Regions from separate parts of the Gossypium hirsutum genome. Here all the other regions are linked to region 3. A link is a contact called in public Hi-C data. All regions are on one chromosome and are shown on one strand. Each heading gives the region's core, a stretch centred on a gene start, on an enhancer-like site or on the middle of the called end of the contact. The rest is flanking DNA. Distances are from core to core; before and after follow the strand shown. Region 1 holds the start of LOC107889012 (protein DEHYDRATION-INDUCED 19 homolog 4). Region 2 holds the start of LOC107889014 (triose phosphate/phosphate translocator, chloroplastic). Region 3 holds the start of LOC107889009 (B3 domain-containing transcription factor LEC2).

Evidence for each region. Hi-C and Micro-C count contacts between places; a contact is called where the count stands out from the background.
Region 1: a contact with region 3 is called in a Hi-C map of leaf, with 4 times the contacts expected there. The contact joins the promoter of LOC107889012 here to the promoter of LOC107889009 in region 3. A contact is called at or near these places in 7 of 34 Hi-C or Micro-C datasets (callus and leaf).
Region 2: a contact with region 3 is called in a Hi-C map of leaf, with 2.7 times the contacts expected there. The contact joins the promoter of LOC107889014 here to the promoter of LOC107889009 in region 3. A contact is called at or near these places in 9 of 34 Hi-C or Micro-C datasets (callus, hypocotyl, leaf and 1 more).

The regions. Positions count from the first base shown.
Region 1 is chrA09:60,523,634-60,526,333 of Gossypium_hirsutum_v2.1, reverse strand. LOC107889012 (protein DEHYDRATION-INDUCED 19 homolog 4) reads left to right here and starts at 1,422. Exons shown (of 5, transcript XM_016813300.2): 1 at 1,422-1,920; 2 at 2,025-2,164. The coding sequence starts at 1,836.
Region 2 is chrA09:60,592,319-60,595,018 of Gossypium_hirsutum_v2.1, reverse strand. LOC107889014 (triose phosphate/phosphate translocator, chloroplastic) reads left to right here and starts at 1,285. Exons shown (of 12, transcript XM_016813303.2): 1 at 1,285-1,627; 2 at 1,711-1,785; 3 at 1,939-2,004; 4 at 2,425-2,503. The coding sequence starts at 1,365.
Region 3 is chrA09:60,345,296-60,347,995 of Gossypium_hirsutum_v2.1, reverse strand. LOC107889009 (B3 domain-containing transcription factor LEC2) reads left to right here and starts at 1,402. Exons shown (of 6, transcript XM_041076276.1): 1 at 1,402-1,598.

The DNA.
Region 1 (2,700 bases), core at 173-2,672, 180 kb before region 3:
CTTAGATATCGTAAATATTTTACATATTTATTATAAATGTTTTCTTTTTGGAAAAAAAATTCTTAAATTATGTTTTTTGAAGCAATTCAAAGTTTATTTTTGTTTATGGTGTTCTCAAAATTTTTTGATGAATTATAAGAATAACGTAAAACTCGAATAATAAATATGATTAGTGCGATTCGAACTCAAGTTACATTTAGAGCGGTGAATACATTGACTATTAAGCCATCACATGAGATTCATATTGTCAAGTTTTTGTGTTCCAGTATAATTATTTTTGAATGATTATAAAACCTCGATACAAAAATATTTTAAACTATAATAATTTAATTTAATTTTTTAATGACAGTAGATAGTATTTAGTGAAATAACATTTGAAAAAACTTAATTTAATAATAATGATAACTCTACAGAAATGAAGTAAAAAATACCTAATAACTAGAATCAAATAATGAAAACTATATTAATCTATATTATTAGTTAAATCTTTAATTGAATTGATGTAATAATCAATTAGAATCTCAATATTTAGTTTATAAGTTAAGGGTGTTCACCTTATCTCAAGATCGTAAAATCAATATGCACATCGTGCTTGTGTGATACTTTATATGTGTGTAAATTAAAAATTCTATTTTATCAAAATAATAATAATAATAATAAGCCCATATCAGTAGCATCTTTAATGTTTTTTTTTTCTTTATCGCTTCAATCAAGACTTTATTTCAATGTTATTTTTACCTACATTATTTGTTTAAAACAGATTAAGTTGTTGTTACAAATTAACTTAAGAAAAATGACAATATCATAATAAATAATTGGACTGCATTTAATATTCTTAATATGATGTATTTATCTATCAAAATTTCATTTTACTCTTGGGTGAATCCATAATTTTTTTAAGAAGGACTAGAATTGAATTATATATTTTCTAGATGTTAAAATATAATTTTATTGTGTATTAATTTATTATTATATTATTTTTGAAGGGACTTAAGGGAAATTTTTTAAATTTTTAGAGGTCAAAGTGGAATTTAATCATATACTAATTTATAATTTAAACATTTTTAAGTGGTTGTATAGCAATATTTTCATTTTGGGGCGACTAAAGTTATCTTTGATTTAACTATTTTTTATTATTTTAATTTCATACATTTTATTAAGGATTTGATTATTTATTATATGCTATTTTTAAATATTATCGTAAATATAAATCAAATTATTAATTAAAAAAAGAACAAAATGTTGAAAGTTATGTGGTTATTATACAAATAGAACCTTTCATGGCTACAATAAAAAAATCATGAGAAAAATAACATATTGAAAAAGAAGATACATCAAATTTAGACCACAAGTTACATTTTATTTTATTTTATTTTTTTAATTAAAAAACGCACTTTAAAAGGAGAAAAAATAGTAAATCTAAATCAAATTAAAGCAAGAAAATACCCGACGTTTGCTCTAGGTCGCCTCTCTGTCTAATGGTGATTTAAGCATTTTTCTCATTTCAATCCTCAATTTCTTTTGAACCTTTCTCGTATGATTAAGACATTTATAATCATAAAATCATGCATCATCCATTATTAATTATCATCATCTTATCGATTAACAAATAATTTAACCTTTCTCTCTCTTGTATTTGTTTTCATTGAGATGAACAAAGCTTAAGTTTTTCTTCTTTTTTTTTATTTAAAACAAAAGTCAAAGAAAACCCAGAAATATATATAATTTTTGTAGAAAAAGAAGCAAAAGTTTCATATATTTCTAGTTTGTGAATTGTAATTTTTTTTAATAAAAATTTCAAAAAAGTTCCAAAACACCTTTGGGTCATTTTTCAAATGGATTCCGATTTCTGGACGTCTCGTCTCGCCGCCGCTAAACGCCAGTATAATTTGCAGCACCGCCATCAAACCTCTCATCTGGGTACGTTTTAATTTCAATTTTCGATCTGGGTTTTTCAAAATTTTTTTCATTTTTCCCCCTTTTCTCATCTATTTTTTTTATTTGAAATATAAATAAATAAAAAGATCGTTTGACCATCGATGATTTTGAGGTTGACGACGAGGTCCGACCCGATTTCCCATGCCCGTATTGTTACGAGGATTTCGATATCGCGTCCCTGTGTTCCCATCTCGAAGATGATCATCCCTGTGAATCCAAAGTTACGGTAAGCAAATTTCATTATATTAAGAAAATTAATTATTTAATTCTTTTGTTAATGGATAAAAACAGTTTAGGTTTTCTTTTTTAGTTTTGATTATAGTGTTTGTTTGATTATAATAACTTTTATTTTTTTTTTCTAATTTTGTCTGTGTGTTTTTGGGGGTTTTTTAATTGCAAAATTGAGGTTTCCTTCTATAGATACAGAGAGAAAAAAAACTGTGATTTATTGTTATTATTTGTATGATCAAACTAAGGATGTTGCAGAGTGCAAATGTATCGGGATTGCGCAGGCTATTGTGTGTTTTTTGGTTCGGGACTTCGGATTTTACCTTCGTAGAGAAAATAATTTCAACAATCTCATCTTTGGTTGTTAGATGTTTTATCGATTTTCGCCTTCTGACATGATTATAAAGTTATGAGTCTGTCATTTACCCTGTTTTGTTGGGTTAAATTATGAAAGTCGAGAATGCCATGTGCTGATCTTGCTTCTCGGTTTCGAACATTGGGGTGTGAGGGATGAGTGTAACCTTAAGAATGTTG
Region 2 (2,700 bases), core at 36-2,535, 250 kb before region 3:
AGATTGATTAAAATATAAGAGTAAGCATCATAGAGGGACTAAAAGTGGAATTGTAAACATTTACTTTCAAGCAAATAATGGAAAGGGGATGGGAGACGATAAGGATATTTGCAAAAACAAGGCAAAATAGAAGCCACTCGTAAACAATTGGACGAGATATCTGTCTTCACCAGCCATACACAGGGGATAAGATCTGGCCCCACATCTCAATCTCTTCATTTCTATTTCAATGCTTTCTCCACCGTTGATTAATAATCTCCTCGGTTTCTGATCTTTATTATACGTCAAAAAGCCAGAGTATACAGCGTATTCGCCTGTACCTTGCCGCAGGCGACCAAAACGACGTAATTTTTTTTGAGAATCGAGGACCAATAAAATAGAATTAATCGATAATTTTAAAAACAAAAAAAAGAAAGGTGTAATTCTGGTTTTAGTCCCTTGACTATGTTAATTTTTTTGAGATTAATCTTTTACCTTAATTCGACATAATTTGATTTCTTTTTTTTTAATATATAAAATACACAATTAGTTGTTGTAATTAAAGTGATAACATGATTGTTTTTTTTATTGTTACTCGACCACACTACCAGTAAGTCACGTGGAATCTTGTCACATGTTTAAACAATTAGGGTTGAGTTCGATTCGATTTGATCAATTTGTTTAAATTGGTTGTGATACTTCAATTTATTTCTCGATTTTTACATACTAATTTTGAGTTTTAGACTTTATATTGACAAAATGAACTTTGTTTTATGAGTTGTGAAAATTATTTAATAAAATTTTAAGAATTTTTTATTAATATTTTTTAAAAATAAATTTTCATATAAAATATATTATTTTTGAAAACAAACACATAGCATTTTTATGTTGTTTTTACTATTTTAAATAAAAAATATAAAAAATTACTACTATTGCCTATAACACACCCATAATAAATAACATGTGTTTAAACGCTCTTAAATTCATATCTTTCTTATTGTTATCACAGAAAAAATGTCAACTGAACCTTACAATTTTTATTTTTACATCATAAAAATTAAAATTAATTATAAATGAAATAAAATAAAAATTGATTTAGTTGGAGTAATGATAGTTTGTTAATTTGTGGTATGATTTAAATTGGTTTTTGATTTCTCGAAATAAAAAAATTTGCTCAACCCTACACCAATAATAAATTATATCAAATTAAAATAAAATGATTAAATATCAAATTTTAGAATAGTATAAGGACTAAACTTAGAAATAAACCAAAATAAATATAGAAAATGAAAAATCTGTTAATTTCTTAATTCTTTTCCCTCCATTAAAGAGCTCACTCTTATCTAAGGGGATAGCCATTTGATTCTCTCTTCCTCTCAGTAACAATGGAGTCGCGGTTGTTGTCACGCGCTTCCACCATCGCCGGCTTGCCTCAGATCAGGCCGAAGCTTTCGCGAGACTCTCTCAGTGTTTCGTTTGCTTCGGCTAAGCCTATCGGAGCCGTCGGAGAAGGCGGGAACGTGATATGGGGGAGACAGCTAAGGCCGTCGCTGTTGCTCGAGATCTCGCCGGTCAATAAACGGGAGATTTTGAAGCCGGTTCTAGCTTCCGCGTCGTCGGCGGCCGGGGGAGGAAGCGATTCCGCCGGGTGAGGTCCGTTTCCTCCGTTCTGACTCGGTCAAACTCGTCCACGCCTTAGTTCTCTGACTCACTGATTCGGTGATATTGCAGGGACGCTGAGATCGCTCCGGTTGGATTCTTCCAAAAGTATCCCGCTCTTGTTACTGGCTTCTTCTTCTTCATGTGGTAGGTAAAAAAACCGGTCGGCGTGTTTAGCCGTCAAATGTTCGGCGGTTTGAACCGTGGTTAAGATTCGGTCAACAGTCAAATTTACTTCAATTTTTTTTTTAAATTTCAATTTACAACATCGTGTTTTAATTCTATTTTTTATCCTTCCAGGTACTTCTTAAATGTAATCTTTAACATTCTCAACAAGAAGATCTACAATTACTTCCCTTATCCCTAGTAAGTAATTGGAGTTTTTATATCATTTTTCTTGTTTTTTTGGGGAATTTTTAACTTATCATTTGGTCTAATCTTAGTTTTAGTCCATCTACTAACTCAACTTTAACGTGGAATAATGCCTTTACTTTTATAATATTATTTGTAGGTCCAAATAATACTGTTAATTGCAGTTTTTAATGTCTTAATGGTTGATTAATAACGGGGTTAATAGTTTTAGCAGATTCGTGAATTTCACGTTTACGGCCGCAGTTACCAGCATTATCAATTTAGACCTGCTAATAATATTGGAGAGGATCAAATTATGTGAAATTATAAGTATAGAGATTAAATTTCAAAATTTTACACTAGAGAATCCAAAACCAGAATTTTACTTTTTCTTTCCCATTGAATAGTAATGGTTTGATGCCATTTTTTATGCAGTTTTGTGTCAGTTATTCACTTGTTCGTTGGGGTGATATATTGTTTGATCGGCTGGGCCGTTGGCCTCCCTAAGCGAGCTGTAAGTGAAGGAATTAAATCCCATCATCTTAATATTACAACGTAGTTTCTTACAAATCTTTTAGTTGTGTTAGCTGCTGTAAGAATCCTCAATGTGGGGAAAATGCAACATGTTATAACCTGCTAAAGTTCTTTTTGAGGAAAACCCGAGAATTTGTCGCTATTGTGGCACTGATGATTTATGTAAATCTGTGTGTA
Region 3 (2,700 bases), core at 153-2,652:
AAATTTGACCAAAACCAAAATAGTCACTCAGCTGTTAAAAAAAGAAAAAATTGTTCTTTTAGTCCCTTTAAAAATTATAAAATTTCAATTAACACCGTTACTATACCTGCGAACTTTTAATTTTTTATGCTTAGGTAAAGGAAAATAAATCAATTTACCGTAGCTCCGCCCTTTATAATGTCGCCACCGTCTCTGCTCTGTTGTCTTTCACCCGAACAAGAATATTCTATCATGGTTTCCGCCTTGAAAAACGTCATCACTTATTCAATACCTTCCTCTTCCTCCACTTTTGATGTTGCTGTTGACTTTAGTTGGAAAATAAATGAATGGAAAGCACAAATAATTATGGTGCATTTGAAAAACTGGTTTCTAAGTTAGAAAATAAATAAATGGGAAAACATGGGTAATTAAGAAATTTACTTCAGTGTCAAGATCGGAGGAAGAAATGAATGAGATAGTGGCGGAAGACGGAGGTGGAAGTATATCAAAGGTTGGATTTAGCATTTTTATGTTATTTAATATAGGGTTTTTTTATGGAGATTTAAGGAATTAACTTAAAATTTCGTAACTTTTAAGGGACAAAAATAAAATTTTTCCTTTTTTGTTAGGTCTAGTCATAACAGTTGAGTGTTTGGCCAATTTTTTTAATAGCACTTACTAAATTGACAAAAACAAAGGGACTAAAAGAGGAACAATACTATTTTAGGGTGACCTCTAGTGAATTTACCCAAAAATTTATCATAACTTTCAAGTTTAAACAAAATTTATTTTATTAATATTATATTTTAGGATAATGTAACTTTTAGTCCCTAATAACTTTTCTCAATTTGGGTTTTGTAATTTTTTTTTCCATATTTGACAATTTTTTTTTCTCTAAATTTTGGTTCTATGATAACTTTGAGATTATCCCACTATCAAAACTAAAAAAATGTTGTGGCTTCATTAGATTAGGGAAGAATTTCATCAGAGAAGAAATTGCTGCAATTCAATTCAAGAACTTCCATCTCATTGTCCTCTGTTTTCCTAGTACTGAGCCATCAATGAATCCCATGATCCTCACCCCACATCCCTCATATCTTGTCATTGCTCTAATCATGGCTGCCATTGTTGGGTATCCTTAGTTTATCCCTGCCAAAAAACTGCATGTGAGTATTGTATAGTATACTTTCATTTCACTTGCAATGATTTCCCAGTTTGTGTCTTAAGTCTCTTAGCCATGCAAACCATATGGATGGAAGCAGAGGAAGAGAAGGTGGCAGCTTAATTGATCGACATGTTGCAAGTATGAATGCCATATGTTCGACATGTGTCTTCTTTGAGGGTCTTTGGTCTTTTTCTTCGTCCAAACTTGACCCAGTTTTGAAATTTCAGGTCTTGGAAAGGATCAAGCTTTGTTGGGTCTATCCCATCTCTGTGTCACTTGAATTCTTTTTCATGGCCCAGGGGAGATCCTCTTGTTGTGGCATTGGGCCAGTGCTTTTGAGAACAATGCTTGAACCAATCCCACATTGCTACTGTTATAGAGCTTCCTTTCAAACAACTGTAACGCTTCATTGGGAAATTCAACGCAAGTCAAAAGAGTTGAATGTTGGGTATGGGTATGTAATTATTGTTTTATTTAAGTTTTTATGTATTTGTAAGTATATGAATATGCATAGGACATGAATTTTAGAATTGGGATAATATAGATGGAAGCTATTTTTCACATAAGCCAAATGCAGTGTGGTATGAATATGGATATAAAGAAATCACTTTCAGATACTATGCCCCTTTTTGACATCAAAGTTAACTTCATTTGAATCAATATCACCAGTGTTGTTCTCATTTTAAGTTATTTATTAAAGGGTTTTATTATTTTTATTATTTGGATTTGGAAGAAAATATCTTTAAAACTTTCCTTATTGAAATAATTGGAACTTATGACACATTAAGTGATTCTGCTTAAATATTTTCTGACCATTTGATGATCATTAAATCCTTCAAGCTGAGATATGGAGTTCAGTTCTTACTGAAGAAATTGCTGTGATAGTGCAAACTGTAAACCTTGGCTAAGTTCTGTAGTTTTTTTTGTTATAAAATTGAAGAATTAGACAACATATGTTACATATCAGCATAAGTAGAATTTTTACCATGTATAGGTACTTTGCTTTGTTCCGATGATTACACAAATATTATGTTGGGACTTAGGACAGTTATGACAGCTTTAATGCGAAAATGTTAAGTAAAATCTACTCTTTTATGAATAAAGCTTTAGAATCTGGTTTCCAGGTCAGTCCTGAAAACTCAGGTTTAGGAAAGGGTCGAGCTTCGCTGGGTCTATCTCGTTCTGAAGTGTTGCTTTCATTTCTCCACGGCATTCATGTACAATGCTTAAACGATCCCACATTGCTTACAATAATATCTTGTCTGTCATACTGCCCCCTTTCCAACAATTGTAACGCTTCAATGGGAAATTCAATGCAAGTCAGAAAAAAAGGGATTAATTTAGAGTTGAACGTTCGAGATAGGTATGTATTTATATGTGTTATGTGTTTTGTGGGATGTGTACATGTATTTATTTAAGTTTTTATATATTTGAGGTATTATATATGAATACGTAGGACATGAATGTTAGAGTTCGGATAATATAGATAGAAGCTATTTTCCACATAGTCAAATGCAGTGTTGTATGAATATGGAGAGAGAAATCACTTTCAGATA